Linked DNA regions of Mus musculus: region 2 is linked to region 1. Evidence: chromatin contacts called from public Hi-C data. All regions are on one chromosome and are shown on one strand. The core of a region is the stretch at or near the end of the contact, and the rest is flanking DNA. Distances in the headings are between cores, read along the strand shown. Region 1 has its middle 150 kb from the start of Tdrd3. Region 2 has its middle 9.8 kb from the start of Gm33203.

Evidence for each region. Hi-C and Micro-C count contacts between places; a contact is called where the count stands out from the background.
Region 2: a contact with region 1 is called in a Hi-C map of ventral hippocampal neurons, with 1.7 times the contacts expected there. The contact joins two enhancer-like sites. A contact is called at or near these places in 1 of 484 Hi-C or Micro-C datasets (ventral hippocampal neurons) and 2 of 115 datasets of contacts at active chromatin or transcription factors (astrocytes and fibro-adipogenic progenitors).

Annotation. Positions count from the first base shown.
Region 1 is chr14:87,566,423-87,570,386 of GRCm38.p6, forward strand. No RefSeq gene overlaps it. Among named protein-coding and RNA genes, the nearest start is that of Tdrd3, 150 kb to the left of the region's middle. Within about 2 kb of position 2,264, at least 67 of the 459 cell types and tissues checked have an H3K27ac peak or open chromatin away from gene starts, as enhancers often do. A contact at or near this core is called in ventral hippocampal neurons, where this site is marked.
Region 2 is chr14:88,345,326-88,349,289 of GRCm38.p6, forward strand. It overlaps the pseudogene Gm9274. Among named protein-coding and RNA genes, the nearest start is that of Gm33203, 9.8 kb to the left of the region's middle. Within about 2 kb of position 2,141, at least 19 of the 459 cell types and tissues checked have an H3K27ac peak or open chromatin away from gene starts, as enhancers often do. A contact at or near this core is called in ventral hippocampal neurons, where this site is marked.

The sequences.
Region 1 (3,964 bases), core at 1,014-3,513:
TCCTAGTCGCGTCCCAGGTTGGCAGCAAAGCCTTTGAGGGACACTCAAGGGGCAAGCCAGAGCAACCACAGACTTCAGAGACTCTGCTAGATTCTAATAGGATTAGCATTTCGAGGTTGTCCTTATGGAACTTCAGAGTGAAGGTCTGCTGCGACTCAGGAGGAGATTGCTTTGAACTTAGAGGAAGCATTTAACAAGACAGATGATCTTTAAAAGAGTCTGAAAGACAGAGACTGAAAAAGCCTGGCCTTGGGAGCCAGAACACCTAGTTTCAGATTCCGTGCTATGCTTTAGTCTCCGTGTGAGCCAGGCAATCTGCTTAACCCATCCCATCTTAATCCCCTTGTCTATAAATGAGAGGAAAATGTTACGGCATTATTTTACAAGTTTATTCTAAGGGTAAGCAGATCATGCTAAATAATTTCTGAACTAAAGAAATCACGACACTTTGCACATGGTAAGTACTCAATAAATGCAGTCTTACTTCTTGCATTTGATTCCGTTTAGTTCTTGGTTTTTTTTCCTGCTTTATACCCAATTCTCTGGTTCATCTTTTTCCAATCATTTAAATATTCATTGAATACATATAGCATACATGGTACAGCCATCTGTGGTAGGGATGCAAAAACTCAAACATCCCTGAAGAGTCTAACCACTTAACAGAGGAGAGAGAAGTGAGAGAAATCAGTAAGGGATAATCAAGGGGAAGAAAAGAGCACACTGCCTTTGCCCTGGAAGGCAGAGCTGAGAATACAGAGTCCTGGTTGCCTTGGCAACCGATAATCCATAAACATGTCCTATGGAGAGGTTTTCAACCAATAGCTTAGTAACTTAAAAAAATCTGCTCCTTAAACTGCAGCGAGAAGAGATGAGGAAGTGCACATAGTTGCCTGTAGGGGACGACAAAACTGCAACATCTAGGTCTCTGCTGTGTGTCCTTGACCAGGTCATTTAACTCCTCTGTGCATGGTTTCTGCACTTGAAGATAACTGCTGTTATTTCATTGAAGAAAAAGAATAAGTAAGCCACTTACTGTGTCATTAACAAGCACGGACTCACCATTTGATACACAGTGGCTGTTATTTTCCCTCTCTTAGAATTCTTGCCAACTGTTTCCCCTCAAAGTCCCACCATGAGCACTGACATGCTGAACACAGTAATTCCTCCGGATTCTTTACAAGAAAAGCACTTTAAATACAAACTAATCTTCCGTGTGTGTATTACTTTAACCTTAGTCCCACATTCTTCTTTTAAACCTTTATTTATTATTTGGTAATTTTATGTCTAATAATTTGGTTTTTTAAAAATCTTCTCCTACCACCCGACACAGGACACGTACCCAACTGAAGGCTGACTGGAAGGTCACATGTGAAAAACTCACAACAGGCACAGTGTATAACTGAATAACTAGCTTATTCTCAAACAACGAAAACGAGTTTAGAGTTGTAGCACAATGAGAGCATCTCGGGTTCTGGTGACTGGGTGGGGAGAAGCTGCCCCTTCCCATAGGTTCCTCATAACCTAGGCAGGAAGCCAGGCACCTATCCAGTCAGTCTCTGTTCCCGGAACAGCCGTCGGGACTCGGGCTTGAGATCTGCTTTTGGTTTCTGGTGTACCATGGCTCTCTTCACAGGGGCACTCAGCGTGACTTTTAGCTCAGAGGCAGCAGGGATCCATGCCAGAACCCCGGAAACTTAATGATCTGCTTCCTCCTCTCACTACCAGGAGTAATTCTCAGATTTACAGAGCTCTGGCACCCCTTTGGGCCGTGTGCTTAGGCTCCATTTCATCTCCAGAGCCAAGGGATTCCATCCCAAAGGTTAAACCAGTCGGAAGCTGTCTTGCCACTGACAGGATGAATCTTTTCCCGGGGCGGCTCCCAAGCGCTGCAGGTGGCTGAGCAGCAGAGATCACTCTGCATCCCTGAGTGAATGCCTTGGCTTCCAGATTCTCAAAGAGCATCAAAGGCTGATGGGGCTCGCCCCGTTTCAGAGGCGAGGAGGTACTGGAGGCAGCATTAATTGTTGGATCTTGATAACCTCCCCACCCATCTTGTGACGCCCCCTGGGCTCAGAAGCCCATAACCCTGACTGCACAGGCTTTTCTTGGCAGAGACGGCAGCGCTTCGGGAACTTTCCATTTTTCACATGCCAAAACTATGCCTCCAGTGTGCTGTCAATGCGCCCGGCTTGAAAGCGTTCCTTGGTGATGTGCTGGGGGCTGAAGTTTGTTCCCACTTGCTCTCTCCGTGTGTGGGAAGCTCCCCCGGGAAGAGGCTGTGGCTGGGCACGCCCAGATTATCACTGATCTTCTCCTCCCAGGGTTGGAGGCTTGAGAGCCATGGAAGGCTGCCAGGCGCTTGGAGGAGGCTTACAATCCTCCAATTATTGTCAGTGCACCGTGTTACTTCCCTCCAGTCATGAAGTCAGCACGCCATAAACCGTTTTTCCGTTTGCTCTGTGAATTTCAGGCCACAACACTTTAAGTCTCAAATATCGCATCTTTGGAGGATAGTCCCTTTGTAAATTTTGTAACATAACCTTTGAGGGCTAGCAGTAAAACCTGTTAGAAATCTCACCAGAAAACATTTCTTAGCTGACTCTGGTCCCCACTCCCCCCGCCCTCTCCACGGTTTCGTTTCTACTTAGCATGTAGCCTGTAATGTCTTTTTATTAAGATCAGAAATTTAATTATGTACATATTTGAAACCTGAACCCATTAAGTCTACAGATCCCTTGAAAATGCCATTTGCCAGGTGTGCAATCACAGTCAATGTGCAAAAATGTCGCACAACAATTAGGTTTTAAAGCTTAACTTACAACGGGCTGAGGGACTAGCTCTTTAGATGGAGAGAAATTGCTCTGGAGACGGTAAAGCAAATCAGGAAAACGGCTGAATAAGTGAGAAGAGAAATGAAGAGGATTATGTCCCTACAAAAGATATTGGCAGGGAGGGAGAGACTAAAGCAACGAGGAAATGCAGACTGGAAGACAAAAGGGAGCAGAGTCCTCCAATATGGTGGCTCTCCACTGTGGGTCGGAACCCCCTAGGGGGTGGAAAGACCTTTCCCAGGTATTGCCTAAGACCATCTGGAAACAGATATTTCCATTATGATTTGTAACTGTAGCAAAGTTACAGTTATGAAGTAGCAATGACATAATTTTGTGGTTGGGAGTCACCACAACTATATTAAAGGGTAGCAGCATTAGGAAGGCTGGGAACCACTGGTCTAACAGGAGGCTCTGTGGCTAGGGAAGTCTCCCCTGTCTACGGAGACTTCCCTAAGCTGAGGCAGCCAGGTCTTCTGGGTGTTCTCAGGTTCCCACAACACCCCCACTGGGTATGTCTGTTTCTTTCTTTATGTATTGTTTTGCTCTTCACATCATCATCATGATTTATGAGCTGACTTGCCTACTAGACTTTAAACTCCCCAAGGCCAGGGATCGGGAGAATTGTTTAAGACAGTATATCCTGTGAAATAAGGTTTCTCTGACCTTATTTTGTCCAAAGGGCAGGTAATGTCTGTGATAGGCTTTAGGTAGGTGCACCTTCTACATAAACTCAAGTAGGGACTTGGTGTCCGGGGGTTGTCAGCAGACAGGCTTAGTGTTCAGCCAATCCCTAGGGTTGATGACCCAACTTGCCCAAGGCTGCCTCAGATCAAAAGGAACTTTCTTTTTGGAAGATGGCCACATCCAGTACCTAGGATGGCCATCTCTACCTAGCTGGAACAACTCTGACGGGGTATTCTAGACCAATAGAGATGTCTAATGCTATTGATGGCTTTTGCAAGTTGATCTTTCTCTTTGTCCACTTAAGTTATTTTCTCTCTCTCTCTCTGTCTCTGTCTCTCTCTCTCTGTCTCTCTCTCTGCATGTGTGTGTGTATATGTGTGTATGTATCTGCTAGTGTTTGTTTGAAAGTCAAAGGTCAGTTTCCAGTTGTTTCTTGGGATCTACCCACC
Region 2 (3,964 bases), core at 891-3,390, 780 kb after region 1:
CTAAGAATTTTCAAGTCAAATGCAGTAGTTTTGAGATTATTACGAATGCCTAGAGCCTTCTTAGCATTATTAATTACTAGGTTTAAGCTTCCAGTAAACTATGTAAATCAACTAATCAAATATAAATGATATGTTATAGTAGTCTTGAACTATATAATTGTAACTTTGGGCTTACTTTAGAGTTTCACACATTTGGGCCACTTCTAAATAACCTAGTTCTGAGGCATTTGGAGGTTGAGAAATACAGATATATCATTAATATGTAATTTTGAAGGCATGGCTGTTTCAAAATGCTTTGACCCATTTGTACATATTCTGGTTGTTCTGACTGATACATTAAATAGTATACTTGATTCTGTGCTAATCTTGCAGAAGCCTGGACCTCTGACAAAAGTTTGGCTTTTAGAAACAGATGGCTCAACAGTCTAACTCTGTAAGGTTGTTGCCATTTCTGTCGAATGTCTGTAGTTTGTTGTTGTTAATGCTACCTATCCATTACAGCTGCTCTCATACTTTCTCTACTTCTCTCATTGTGTTTTGTTAACATTTTTGATGAGGGTTAATTGTCTTGTTAATTACACTTTAAAGCCTCTGGCTCTTATGACAGTAAGCAGGTCCCAATGTTAATAAAAAGCAGCTTAGAGTGCTTAACTTGAAACTTTTAAGACAGCACATTTAAATAACAGTGTTCAGTTGTTTTATTAATACAGAATACTAATGGTTTTTATATTTTCTAAAATCTTTGTGAAATTTGGACTCATAAAAATCAATCCCACTGGACCAGCACAGCAGTAAGTATGCATCCAGAATATTTTGAAATCTTTATTGCAGAATTTATTATTTTAATTGTTTTTAAAAGCCATCCCCAAGCTTTCTCTAAGTTCTTGTGAGCGTTAACGATCTGAGAGTTTATATAGCAAGTATTGGTGTTTGTGTTAGTGTTCTTTTGTGCACTATGCTGATTTAGACAACATGTTGTAAAGATTAAGATCTCTCCTGCTTTTATTCTGCTTCTAGAATGATAGGATACCATACAGAGCTGTCACTGAGAACCGTAATGATTAGTGGGTTGTTTAAAAAGCTTCTAAAGATGGAATAAGAAATCAATTAGTATCTGGGAGCTCTAATTTACTTAGAATAGATTACCTTTTATTGCATTTGTAGTAACTCACGTAGCAATTTTGTTGATTATTCTGAAAGGTTGACCCACTATTTTCCTTGTTCTTTCACTCAGAAAGCATTTATGAGTTTTCTCAATTCACAAAGTAGTGCAGTAGACAGCAGTGACATGAAGCTCCTGGCCCTACTGGATGAAGTGTAATGGTGACAAAACGCAGAGAAATACCTCTCTGTGAGCTTTGACAGTGGAGCAACTGGACTGATTGGTTGAAAGAAGTAATGATTAAGTTAATGGAGACATAATGATCGGAATAACAAGGAAGGAAAGAGCCTTCTGCTAAGAATATATGGTTTCTACATAAATGGCCTCAGATCTATGCCAGCATCAGACATTGAAGACACTTTAGTGGGGTAATAAAGGAGAGTATGTGCATAAGAGGTGTGGGTAAAGAGCTTCTACGTTCAGAGATGCTGGGAATGAAGTAAGGCTTGACATATGGAAGGCATTGACCTTGTTACATGACAGTGCTACAAAAAAAGAGAAGGGGCATAATGGGATTCACATTTTGAAGAAATAATTCCAGTATTTTTTTAATGAACTAATCAAAATATAAACTTTCAAAAATCAGTTTTAACTGTATTTCACTTTTTCTATTATTTCATTTCTAGAAACGTAAACACATATTTTTCGTCTTAAACTCTTTCTTTCCAAAAAAAAAAAAAAAAAAGCTGTCATTATTTGGCACTTGATTAGAGCTTCCTCTTTGAGCAGCATGCGTCATATATTTTCATCTTCTGACTCTGAAGCTTTGATTCAAGCACAAAGAACCACATGTACTTTCCCGAGGACAGGGCTGCCTTTACACGATGCTGCTTTGACATTTGATTAGCTGCCACTTCTTTTTCCTTTTGGCTGTGACTGATATTTGAAACATTTTACAGATTTCCTCTTTGTAATAACATCCTGTCCCTCAACTAGTTCCATTGCTGAGATCTGTGTATGTGACTCCTACTGAAGACACTGTCAGTTCTGGGAACCACTCCAAGAACAGCCATTGCAGAGTGTGTGGTGGGTTGCAGAAGCAGCCCTACAAAGTCTTTGCATGTGGTAGACTCAGACTACGCAGAAAATATATTCAGTGGAATATCAATATGCCTAAAACTTTACTGAAAATAATACAGTATTTTTCTATTCACCATAAATAAGATATTAAATAGATAAAGAGCTTAAGTCTTAACCTCTTTCTCCACATTACACTTTTATCCATATAAATTTTTAAGTACATAACTTAAGTCAGTAAGTGCTTTACTTATCTTGCTTAAGATTTATTTTTCTTGTTGAAGACTAAGTACCTGTGAAATCCATGTACGGTGTGTGCTGTATACACACACACACACACACACACACACACAAACACACACATTATATATATGTATATACAATATATTTTCATGCTCCAAGGATGACCGAAGAATTCTTCATGCTCTCCATTCTATACCTGCATTTATGAATAATTATACAAATATCAACATCAAGTGACTGATAAGACTGATTTTCAAGACATTTTTCTTTCATTCTACTAGAATTGTATTTCTCCTCATTTTCTTGCCCCTATTCATCAATATACTTTAACTCTCCTATGGGTACCTGTTGAAAAACATGGAGTTTGGGAGGTCAATAATAGAAAAAGTTTGAAAATATCTTTGTTGACAAAAGTCCTTACATTAAACAATGAAAACACCATTAGTAGACACCAGTTGTTACTGGATAATATATGTAATGAACATGCATCTAGTTACCTGATGCTATATAGTTAATAAAATATAAGCCATACTTGACATTTTAAAAGGCTAAGCACGTACATACTGGCAGAGTAAAGCACACCACAACTAAGAAATATGTATGTTTTCTACCTTATTGCTTTCAAACATTAGTTTTAACATCAGAATTCAGCCAAGAGCATTAAAATACCATTTCCAAGTTAGTGTGATTTTCAGAAACATGTTTTACAGTCAGCTACTTTAATAAAATCTACACTCAACCATCTACCCACCCTGAAAACATATGAAGTCAGGCATTGTGAATAGGTAATTCATAAATAAAAAATGAAAGTTTGGAATAGAAATGTGAATTAAGTTTAAATTTCTTTAGTTTTTGAGCTATGTGTCATACATTTTCCAGACATCTTACAGCTCTGTTCCTTAGACATATGCTGCTCAATGTTAAAATTATTGAAATTGCTCCTCTTTCCAGATTATGTTATGTTAAGCTAAATATCAGAAAGTAATTTTCCTTTATACCAGAGTATAATTTTGTAGATACCACACTTGGTACCTTGATTTGAGTTAATTTAACTGGACTCCAGGCACTGGAAAAAGGAGAATGAATAGAAAATATCCTGCACTCTAGAGACCTGACTTTAAGTTGAATAATTTTTCACGTGATCTGGCACCTAAAAACTCCTTAAGGCAAGGATAACTCCAAATTCACTGCACTGTTGTCTACCAGCATTGGAAAAATGTAGGAATGCTGTGTTGGAGCTAAACAGAAAAGTTAAGAAAAGGAGTTTAAAAAAAGGAGTAAAGAGAAACACGACCTGCCCTTTGAAATTTGGAAATGTTGGGGTACAACAAACACATACTCATACATGTACAAACATATATGAACAAACATATATAAATATGCAAATGCACATAAACACATACACACAACTAATTGCTTTTTTTTTTATTCTGAGTGCAGCAAAATTTATTGATGGTATTCAAGAAAGTAGGGAGGGCTCCCTAGGCCCCTCCTATTATGGGGTTCTGGTATGGAAATTGTGAATGAGATGCTCAGTGTTAA